2 separate regions of the Sus scrofa genome follow, and region 1 is linked to region 2. The links are chromatin contacts, called in public Hi-C maps. All regions are on one chromosome and are shown on one strand. Each heading gives the region's core, a stretch centred on a gene start, on an enhancer-like site or on the middle of the called end of the contact. The rest is flanking DNA. Distances are from core to core; before and after follow the strand shown.

Region 1 (5,876 bases), core at 2,403-4,902, 250 kb after region 2:
TAAATATTAGCTATTGAAAATAATAAAGTAGGAACGGTAATGAAGGACTATCTACAGTCTCATTTAATCCTCATACTGTTAGAAAGAAAAGTTAAAAGTTCTGCTTTCAGACCTTCAAAGGTCCAAACGTCTAATCTGTATGTATTATGTAACGCAATGGCACTATGACTATGAGAGCAGCACCCTATAGGTACACTTAAAATACAATGATCATCATTATTAAAGGGAGTAAGTAAGCCAATCACTTTCCTTTGGCTTTGGGACATCAGATGAGGGAGGGCAAAAGAAAAAGAATGAGCAAGTGAACAAACAGGTCTCATAAGAATTTACAATCAATATCAAGTAAATGTCAAAATCTAATGCCAATGGCATTAGCCTCAAGTGAATTCATACGACCTCTAACAGGATTAACAGGAGTATCAACCGTGATCTCTGTGACAGTTACTTCAAATCATAAACTGCCATTTCAAGGACAACACATGATAGGCCTTTCATTAATCATCGAGCCATGCCCTAGAAATAAAACTAAAACGTATTTACTTTTCACAAGGGTGTTAGGCAACACCTTAAAAAAATCAATTCAACCTGAGATTTACTTACACAACACTCACTGTTGAAAAAACTAAGCTCTTACAAACTCAGCTCTAACAATAACTTTTACAAAATGAAAATAATATTATTTCAGCACTTTTCTTGACTGGTTAATCCAAGGTGGTACGCAAAGTTAGCCACCTTCAAAGTATTGTTAGCTCTGATTCTCAGCAGGTCAGAAAACACAATTAAGTCAAATCATGATTTTGAACAAAATACTCTCCAAGGCCAAGGTATCTTCCAGCCTTGAAAAACACAAATCAGGCAGCTACAGTTTTCTCCAATTTCTTCATAGGGTAAATATTTGCTGAAGAAAGCTAAGTAGAGGGTGAGAAGCAGGAGGGCCGCTCCAAACTGTGGCTACAGCTGTAGAGTAAGTCAGTTAAGTTCAAACCTACCACATCTGGGTGGCAGATTACACCACAAAGGGCAGAGAAGGGATTTATAATGGCAAACTTTCTATTTATTTTTACTTTTTGTCTTTTCTAGGGCCACACCTGCACCCACACCATATGGAGGTTCCCAGGCTAGGGATCGAATTGGAGCTGAAGCTACTGGCTTACACCACAGCCACAGCAACAAGGAATCTCAGCCGCATCTTCGACCTGCACCACAGCTCATGGCAACACTGGATCTTTAAACCACTTATTGAGGCCAGGGATCGAACCTGTGTCCTCATGGATGCTAGCCAGTTTTGCTTCCGTTGAGCCAGGACAGGGAACTCCTGCAACTGCAGGCTTTCTAAAGTAACTGCTGCAAGAGGGTGTTCAGGGGCTATCTGTCAGAACAAAGTTAAATTCTCCTGGCAGCATTAAGCAGGCATTTTGTAGGGGGACGAGGATCATCCTTCAACTGCTGGAAATCATGCTAGAATTTGGCTGAACACAGGGGGGTTGAATGGAATTGTTATGTGTGGAAAGTTCTGCAGTTCTCAGCACAACCACCTTGATACCACACAGGGAGAGAGCCCATCTAGAAGAACCAAGATACAGCAGATTATGGTGACCAAGTGCACTACCCCCTTACTTTTTCTTAAAAATATGTATCACCATCTGATACAAAATATATTAACTTCTTTGCATAGTAACTGTCTCTCCCTATTACAGTGCAAGCTCCATGAACCTAGGGACTGCTATAACCCCTGGTTAGGGACACAAAATAGTGTCTGTTAAGTAGTAGGTAGCCAATAAATATTTGCTAAATAAATGAATCACTTTTGCCCTTGAATCTGACTGAATCTCAAACAAGCCTTACCCTTTTTTGGTTAAGCCAGTTTGAAAGGGGTTTCCTGACCTATGCAACCAAAGTCATAAATGAGTTCTGTTCTCAATCCATTATGAATGCGATTTTGATCTCTAGTTCACTTCACAAATACAGGATTTTACCACATTGCTGTTGCCTGGATGCACCTTCTCCAGGTCCATCCCCCACCCCCGTTTTTTTCCCTTCAGTGTGTATCCTCTGTAAAGAGGTAAAAAAGTCGGAGAACTTCACAAGAACCATGTCACATTCATCCTGGTATTCTCTTGGATGGACGGGGTTGTATGGCTGAAAACAGGGCTGTGTTTACTGAACTGAACCAAATCCCCAAGTATTTCCCTATCTCTCCTTTGCACATTTCCTGTTACATGAGGGTTATCTTCTGTGCTCTGGCTCCTGTTTACCTTGCACCACCCAGTACTATCTTTGGATTAAAACATTAAGAAAATTAGTAAACTTAAACTTTTTTGGTATCTCCTTTGGAAACAAAATCGGTTAAATGAAAACCATTTATCCATATGTTAATAAGGGTAATGAATATACTCCAAAACCAGCCATCTCTTTAAAAAAACCCAAGCCCAAATATCAAAAGGTGAAAATAATTTACTTTCCACTGTAACAAATTCAATCATAATTAGGCTGAAATTACCATGTGTAAATTCATTCTTGGCACAGAATTCTCTCTCTCTTCTTTTATGAATGACATCAGCTTGTAACTCCTGACCAATATGGCATATGGCCATTCCTCTAAATGATGCACAATTAAAACTGTCCTTAGGGCAAACGAGGCTCCAAAGGTATAATGAAACCATTTATAAGCATTTCATCCAACAGTCCAGGGGTGCGCTTTCCCACTGTCTCTCACATAGGTACAAATGTAGGGAGCGTTCTAGATAGTGCTGACTCACAGGCAGATAGCTTTTTCCCAAAGGTCAGGAAAGGATCGCCAAGCTAAGCTGGAAATTGGAAAAGCCTTAACACCCCACTCCATTCATGAACCTGATGCTTCCTCAATCGATCAGCACCAAGTGGGTATCAGGAGCTGAGCAACAGGGGAAAGCCAATGGCCTCTGTTTAAAGGAGTTCACAAATTATCGTAGACGTTTCAGAAGGGTGGCCTCCTTTCCTTTACCCAATGAGGTCAAATCGGGCGGCGCAAACGGTTGAGTAGGGGAAATCTCCTCATTTACGGATGTTATTCTCAAGGGCGGGGACAGGAACTGTCTCAAGTTCACGGCTATTAGCGGCCAAGGAACAAGGAAGAAGCTGGAGCCCTTCCTCCCTGGGCTGTCAGCCTGGGCCCGGACACCCCGAATCTTGCACAACCCTTCCATGGGCCACAGCCCCACGAGCCACTGCCCCGCCAGCGGCCCGGCTCCCCCTCGCGACCCCCTCCCAGGCCGCACCGCCCACTTTCGCACATGCGCACCTCTGGAAGACCCCCGAATCCAGGGCCGCACGCAGGACCCAGCCAATGAGTGGGACCCCCGCCAGGTGCTTAATGTTCTTCAGGGGGATGCCCTTGCTGCCGCCCCGGGCCAGGATCAGGGCCGCCAGGTGCGGGGGCTTCTCTACCCCTCGGCCCTGGCCGCCGCGGGAGTTGCGTTGCAGCTTCGGCGGCCGGCCCCGGGAGGGCCGCCCCCGTGGGTTGGAGACAGAGGTGGCGGCCCCCTTCTCCACTGAGTCCATCTTCCTCCCACGCCTTCTCCCCAGCTTCTCCACATCCGGGAGCTCGTCTCGCCGCCTCAGCTCGGCGCCGCCCGATCTCCCCGCCCGGCCACCCGCGGGGGTGGGGTGGGGTGGGAGTGGTTGTTCCCGGCCCCACCCACCGCCACGTCCTTCACCCTTGTGGGGCATGCTGGGGATTGTAGTCCGCGGGTAGTTCGTGGGGTCCTGGAGACACTTTAGGCTCTGCCTGGGGTCCACCAGGGCGACCGCAAACCCAAGTCAGGCAGTGACAGGCAGTCACAACCGGGAGGCACTGCATCTTCTGGGGGGCTTGATATTGTATGGAGATTTCTAAAATAGTGCATCTAGATGACCGATCTTTTGCTAAAGAGCGTCCCCATTTAGGAATTGTAGTAAGTTTCCCCCTGCAGGGCCTGATGAACCCTAACACAAATCAATTTATACTTTAAAATTTATATTTGAAGTGTACCTCTTTCTGCAGTGCCCCTGACTCGTTGTTTGCAAGAGATTACCTCATTGTCCTCCAGTCACCTTAAATTCAATATTTTAAAAACAACTCTCCATGTGTCCTCAAACTGCTTCTACCTCTGCATTTTCTGTCTTTTTTTTTAAATTGAGGCATAATTGGCATATAACATATTAGTTGCAGGTGTACAATGCAATGATTTGATATTTGTATGTATTGCAAAATGATCACTGCAATAGGTCTAGTTAACATTTCTGTGAACATTTCCATCGACATTTTCTATCAACAGTATCTCCCCATCTAAGTGGAAAAAACTAGGAAGCTGACCTTAACTATTCCCTTCTAATGTAGTAGACAACTATTGTTGTTTGTTTTTGTTTTTGGACTCCCAGAAATATTTTCCTTTCAGGAATTTTTACCTCTTTGACCTGGTGGGTGTTTCAAATCCTCAGCGTTGTAGTAGTGGGTGTGGGACCCAAGTTGGTCAGTCTCATCTTCCTGGACACAGTTGTGGTCGAGGGACAGGCCTATGACCAAGCAGAGCCCACAATCTGGGAAGGAAAGATTTTTTTTTCTTGCTGAATTTTTGGGTGCTCAGAACCCTGTAAACCTGAAAACTCAGGGCAGGATGAGGAAAGGCTGGTGGTGGGGGTTTTGTTCTGAAATTGGCTGGGAGACTGATGTTCACACAAAAGAAATTAGGGACAAGAGATGAAGGGAGAAGAGAGAAGGAGTCCTATGACATCATTTCAAGCTCTTGATCCCGCTGAAAATTTCAAAGGTGTGCATGGGCGCGTGCGCACACGCACACACACACACACACACACACACACACACACCTCTTTTGTAATAGTTCTTTTAGGAAGGCATCTCCTACTTAATATGCATTTTATCTTTCACTACTTTTGCAAGCCTGTTTTGGAAGCAGAGAGTCTCCTTGTCTGTCCTGGGTGGAAGCTAATACATCCAGAAGCAGGAAAGGTAGCCTATTGCCTTTCCTTCTTAAGGAATGGCAGAAGGCTTTTGTGCTTCACAGGTCTTGGCCCTTTATGAAGGAAATAAAATAAGCTTTTAGTGTTTTGGATCCTAGACAGACACTGGAAACTTTATATCTCATCTTCTTGCCTGCGAAGTAGTGATGGCCCAGCCCTTCCTGGAACCGGTTCTGGGAAAAGATGCTGAATATGGGGAAGGATGACTGTAAACAGGCATCAAGGCAGCACCTGAAGAAGGGGTCCAGGCCCCAAAAACCATCCCAGCACTAGAGGCCAAGGGGTCATTTTGCATTTTGCCTCCTTCCCCTGCCCCGACACTAGCTCTTTGAATAGGACCTTTTCAATCTGTAAGCTTGAAAAGCACCAACACTGATTATGTGATAACTGTGTGAGGAGGACATCCGCTGCTTCTTACACACCAAGACCTCTTTTCTCGGAGTTCCCATTGTGGCTCAGTGAGTTACGAACCCAACTAGTATCCATGAGGATGTGGGTTCGATCCCTGGCTTTGCTCAGTGGGTTAAGGATCTGGCATTGCCATGAGCTATGGTGTAGGTCGCAGATGTGACTCAGATCCCACGTTGCTGTGGCTGTGGTGTTGGCTGACAGCTGCAGCCAAGGTTTGACCCCTAGCCTGGGAACTTCCATATGTTATGGGTGAGGCCCTAAAAAGCAAAAAACTGAAGCAAACACACAAAACAAAACAAAAAAACTCTTTTCTCCTCTCCATCTCAGTAACAATCCTAGTTCCCACTAATAATAATATCATTGCCATTCTCCACAGGGATTTCCCAGAGGCCCACAAACCCTAGTGGGCTAGTGATATCTGAGTAGTTTAATTCCTCTGGCATGTTGGTGTCCTTCGAGCTGTGGAC
Region 2 (5,408 bases), core at 1,451-3,950:
TCTAATGAGAAACTTCTACTGTGATGATTAATATGTCTTCACATCATTAGCATCCAAGTTAGCTTGTAAATGGCCTGTGTCCCATTCACTCTGATCATCTTTCTGCATCTTGATCTCTCTTAACTATCCAATGAGAAGGGCTCTTTTTCTTTTTTTCTCTGCAGTTTCAATTCCAACCTCTCAGACCAGCTTTCACCACAACTCTGATGTCACAAAAGCTTTGCCTATCAAGTTTATTTATGGTATAAAGTGGCTTTGTAAATTGTGTTTACTAGTTTAGTAAAGGACATTTACAGAGAAAACCCTGCTTGTGTACTCAGATACAGAACTGTAAAATGATATCTAAACTACCTACTAAAAGTCATATAAACCAGAGAGTGAAATAGCAGATAAAATATTTTATTTAAAACATTAAATATGGGGGGTTATACCTTTCCTTAAACAGTGCTGCCTTAACAACAGCCCCAATAAATTTGAGGCCCTCAAATTTATCAAGCAAACAATCAAGCAATAATTACTTGCTGAGTATGTATGTGCTCAAGACTGAGATGGTACCTAGAGGAATATGAAGAAAATGTAAAATGCAGTTATTCCTGCTCTTCCCAGACAGGCATGGCCTCCTCCTTTGGCTCATAAGCACAGGTTTGTCATTTGATATATGAGACCCCCTTGCTGAGACAAAGTTGCATATGAAAAATGCTAGCAACACAACACAACACAACACATCTCAGGGCTGAATCATCTGATATAGGGCCAGCAAATACTATAGACATTCAGAGCAGGGAACAGGAGCAGGAACCAGAAATAGTTATTGAGTTTTTACCTACAAAGTCTGTGTTTCAGATGGTCTAGGAATGCAAGGAAGGAGAAATTCCTAGCCACTTGGCTGGTCTTGAATGATGTTGTTTGGATTTCTACGGAGGGAACAAAAAGAGATCCCATCCAAGAAGAACGTGGACCACAAAACACAGTGACAAAAGCGATGCCTGTGTGACTTGGAAGGGGAAAAGCAATGGTCTGCCTGGATTGAGTGTTCATGCTACAGAGAATCGGGGAATGAGGTTGGATAGTAGGGTGGAACAAGAATCGACAAACTAAGAGAATCAGTTTTCAAATGAGGGAAAAACAGCACAACGCATCATGAAAGTCCCTCTATTTAAAGCACAATTTTACTGCATTGTTTATGACGTTAAATGGGGAAATATTTACATAGCCCCTTCATAACTGCAACATGTTGGTTGTTGTCTTATGTATTTGTTATTTCCTCCACAAGTATCCCGTGGATCAGGGGAAGGGAAGAGACACTGGGATAGTTTGTGTTCTATTTAAATTACAGGAACAAAGGAGGCACATGGTTTATCCAAAGCCTGGCCACTATGGCAAAGTTTTCCTTGGTGCCCCCACAACCCCCTTCCAAGAACAGAAGAGAGTGCGATGTTCACTTTGCAGAACTTCAGGTAATCTTCATTTCAAAGAATCTCTATCAGGGTCCACTGTGGTAAGATGTGACTTTGGGATTTTACGCTTTCTCTTCTCTCCTGATTTACCCAAGAGGAGAGACCTCTGGGGCATGCTTGCCGGTGGAAAGCAGTGGGTAATTCTTCCAAGAGTGAGGAATGAGACTATTGTGGTCGTTGGGCTGTTTTTAGTAAATAACTTTCCATCAACTTCTCAAGTTCCATCTCTCAATGGAGAAAGATGCTGGAGAAAGAGGTACCAGGCCACGGAGCAGTCAGGGTAGGTTCGAGGGACAGTGCAGGCTGGTCGTTTGAGCAAGTGGAGCTGTGTCCTTAGATTTTGGTTTTGTGACAACGAAGGAGACCTGGTTAGTAGGCTGCTTGGTTTCTTTGTCCCTGCACACTTTACGTTTGACGAGATGCTTAAGCAAATAGAATGAGCGACCGCTAGGAGGTAGCCGAGCTATTCGTCGGTGAGCAGAAATGGCTAACTGTGAGTCCCTGGGCACCGCCGGTCCAGGCGGGCGGCTCTTTTCCAAGGTCGGCTCAGCGATGAGCTTGCGGGTGGAGCAAGAAAGACGTCGAAGAACAAACGGCCTTTACATCTAAAGGGCAGAGGAGGCGACCGCTCCTCCAAGGCATTGCCATGTCCCGAGGTCTGCTCGTTTGGGCACCAGCTGCCTGCACATCTGGATGCAGCAGCGCCTTTCCCCGCAGGGCGGAGGCGAGACGGAGGACCCCTGTGTGCACGCACCTCCCCGTGAGCGCGCGTGCAGGCCCATGAGCGTGTGTCGGAGTGTGTGCACGCGCGCGCGCGCGCACGGGTGGCGCTGGAGCCGCGGCTCGGGACCGGAGAATGGGGGCTGGGGCCCAGGAAGGAATAAATCTCCGCGGGCCTTCTCGTGCCTCACTGCGGGGTTAATAACCAACCAGTTAGAGAGAGCGAAGGGTGACGGCGGCAGGGTGACAGCCCTGGCACGCCGGCCGGCTGCGTGTCGGAGGGTCAGGTTATCAGCCAGTCTCGGTTATACTCAAGAATTTGTGTATATGCATTTGGGCGGGGGAGGGAGGGGCTGTTATTTGTTTTATTGTTTGCCCCTATCTCCGGGAGACAAGGGCGGGAGAGAGGCGCGCGCGCCAGCCGAGCGTCGCGGATCTGAACGGGTCGAAGGAGGCAATTTCGCGGGTGGGGGAGGGAGGGGAGACCTTGATTTCCACCAATCCCCGGGCGTTTGTCTGCGAAGTCCCGGGCGCAGCGGAAGGCTGCGGCGCGCCGCTGAATTAACTGATGAGAACGAGTTCTTTTCTTCTCTGGGAGGGGTGCGGAGTGGGGGTCCTGGCGGACAAGGCGGAGAAGCCCGGGGCGGGCTAGCGGTCCCGGACCGCCGTGGAAATTTCCAAGGACTTGGCGCGGCGCGGGGAGCGCGTCTTGGGGGGGTGGGGGGTGCCTGGCGGCGCAGCAGCGCGGAAGGCGGGGAGAGACGGCGAAGGGCGCAGGAGCATCGTTGAGGAAGGCACGCCGCGGGCCAAATGTCTGAGAGGGAGCCGAACCTTCTCCCGGACCCTTGCCGAGGGCGACGGTGATGCTGCAGAACCCGCGGGAGCGACTCAGCGCCGCTGCTCGCCGCGCTCTAGGAGACCTCGGCGCCCGCCTTCTGCAGGGGAAGCGACCGCGGCTGTAGCTCGTGACTTGCTCCCAGGTCACTTCCCCCAAGAAAGAAATCCTTGAAAAAGTTGCATTGGAAAAAAAATCTTTGCGCTGACCTTTGGGGCCGTGGGCGCCGAGGGAGCGTGCGTGCTAGTGCCAGCAAGAAAGCGAAAGGTGTGTGCATGGGGGGCCGGCGGTGGGGGGACCCTCCGCTGCCCCTGCGCCTAGCGTTGTGCTGAGGCTCCCCTTCTCGCCCGCCGGGACCCCGGGGCTGAGATGAGCCCCTGCGGGCGGGCCCGGCGACACACGTCCCGAGGGGCCATGGCCGTCCTGGCGTGGAAGTTCCCGCGGACCCGGCTGCCTGTGGGAGCCAGTGCCCTCTGCGTCGTGGTCCTCTGTTGGCTCTACATCTTTCCCGTCTACCGGCTGCCTAACGAGAAGGAGATCGTGCAGGGGGTGCTGCAACAGGGCACGGCGTGGAGGAGGAATGAGACGGCGGCCAGAGTCTTCAGGTACTCCTGCCCTCGCGGCTCCACCGCGCTCGTGTCCTTTCCTCCCGGGGCGCCGAGGCCAGGGTCACGGGCGAGGACCGTCTCGCAGAGGCCCTTTCATCCAGCCCTTCTTGTCCCACTCCCTTTCTTTGTCGTTCCCAGCCTGGAGACATTAGTCAAGGGCCCTTCCCCAGCCCTTACCCCAGGAGCTGGGCAGACACCTGCTTGGGCCACGTAAAGTCTGTACGCATTTCTTCCCAAGCCCGAGTTGTATTCAGCGATTTGCCAGTAACCCATGGGAAGAAGAATCCAGGCTAACTTTGTCCCTTGAACTTAATGAGAATGTATCTCTTGAGCTCTGCTGACGTCTGAAGCTATGGAGAACTAGGAGCAGGTGCCGGGCGTCTTCCTAGGGTTTGGTGAATGATTGGTAATATCAATCAGTAATGAGGGAGTCAATGGGCAAGTCTTGGGCAGGGAAAACATGGACACCCAGCCCGGCTCCCGCTGCTTTGTCCGTGCGCTCATAACAAACACAGGGCACTTACTGACTAAAAGCCAGGCACTGGGTGGTTTTTATTGGAGCCTCTGACAACTTTCTAAAAACAGATAGTATATCCCCCTCTCACCAGCCACAAACTGAGTCTTCACAAGGAGGAGTTACTTCTCCAAGGTCATGCACCTCTGAAGGATGGGATCTCGAATTTTTGTCACAGAAGGCTCTGAAACTCCCAGCTCTTTTTCTTGACTTAGACTGTGGATGCCTTCTGGAAGCTGGGAGATGTGGTTTAGGCCAGGACTTGAAATCAGAAAACAAACACAAAAACGAAAACCAGGGTGGAAATCAGAACTCTGGGGATCACTCAGATTCAGAAAGGAGTTTCCCTTCCCTTCTGGAATTTCAGCTGAAGTGTCTAAAAATAAGTTCTTGGCAGCAGGGGTCTGGCTGGTGAGATTGGAGGTGAGGCAGGGCTGCTTCCCCTTCCTCTTTGCCTTCCTGGTCACGTTGAGGGGACACCCTGGTGCTCCTCCCTCTGTCACGTGCCCCTTTCACCTTCAGTCCCTTCAGCTGAAGATGCTGCGGTTGGCTCTTCCTGTGATTGTCCATTGCCTGGGGTGGGGGTGGGGTATGGAGTGCTTTCCTTTGCTCTGCATAGGCTCTTTCCAAGTGGTCTATGGGCAGCTGAGAGCCAGCTTAAACATTTTCCCAACTGTTAGTTACCCATGTTCAGAACATCTATAAATTAAAAACACAAACTTTTCAAACATATGGTTTCCCTTTCTTTCTCAGGCCCGCTGCTGGAAAGAAGGGCGAAGAGATAATAGTCCATCCTTGCAGGCGGAAGGCAGCTGAATGCTCCTTTAAACTGGGAGGGGAGACTTTCCTTCTCTCTTTTTTTAGAATTCTGCTATCAAGTTTAAAAATAACCCCAACTCCCCTTAAAGGTACATAAGGGCTCATTTTCCCTCACCTTCATGGTATTGATGGTTGGACTCAAAAGCACCCATAAGGCAGAGTATCCAGCAATTCTAAAGACAGAGAGCACTTTCATTTCCAGTAATACAAGGAAATGAGTTAAGAACTTCCCATTGGTTTGCAATGGAAGAGCTCCCCACTTTTTTTTTTTTTTTGTATAGAAGGAGGAATAATGAAGCTCTGTTAGAGAAGAGATTTCTTTTGGAGCACAGAATCAAGTGGAAAATGGTTCATATCTGAGAAACCCAGGCTGGTTGTTTCCGAGATACACTTGCCCCTTGCTATCTGTAGTCCGGGGTTAATTCTCAGTGTGCTTGGCTGGCATTTGGTCTCAT

The links. A called contact is a pair of places that touch in the nucleus more often than the background predicts.
Region 1: a contact with region 2 is called in a Hi-C map of liver, with 4 times the contacts expected there. The contact joins the promoter of CMAS here to the promoter of ST8SIA1 in region 2. A contact is called at or near these places in 2 of 5 promoter capture datasets (fetal liver and liver), 1 of 47 Hi-C or Micro-C datasets (liver) and 1 of 2 datasets of contacts at active chromatin or transcription factors (skeletal muscle).

The regions. Positions count from the first base shown.
Region 1 is chr5:51,454,879-51,460,754 of Sscrofa11.1, forward strand. CMAS (N-acylneuraminate cytidylyltransferase) reads right to left here and starts at 3,653. Exons shown (of 8, transcript XM_003126433.5): 1 at 3,281-3,653. The coding sequence starts at 3,540.
Region 2 is chr5:51,208,612-51,214,019 of Sscrofa11.1, forward strand. It overlaps ST8SIA1 (alpha-N-acetylneuraminide alpha-2,8-sialyltransferase), which reads left to right and starts at 2,701. Exons shown (of 6, transcript XM_021092233.1): 1 at 2,701-3,617. The coding sequence starts at 3,382.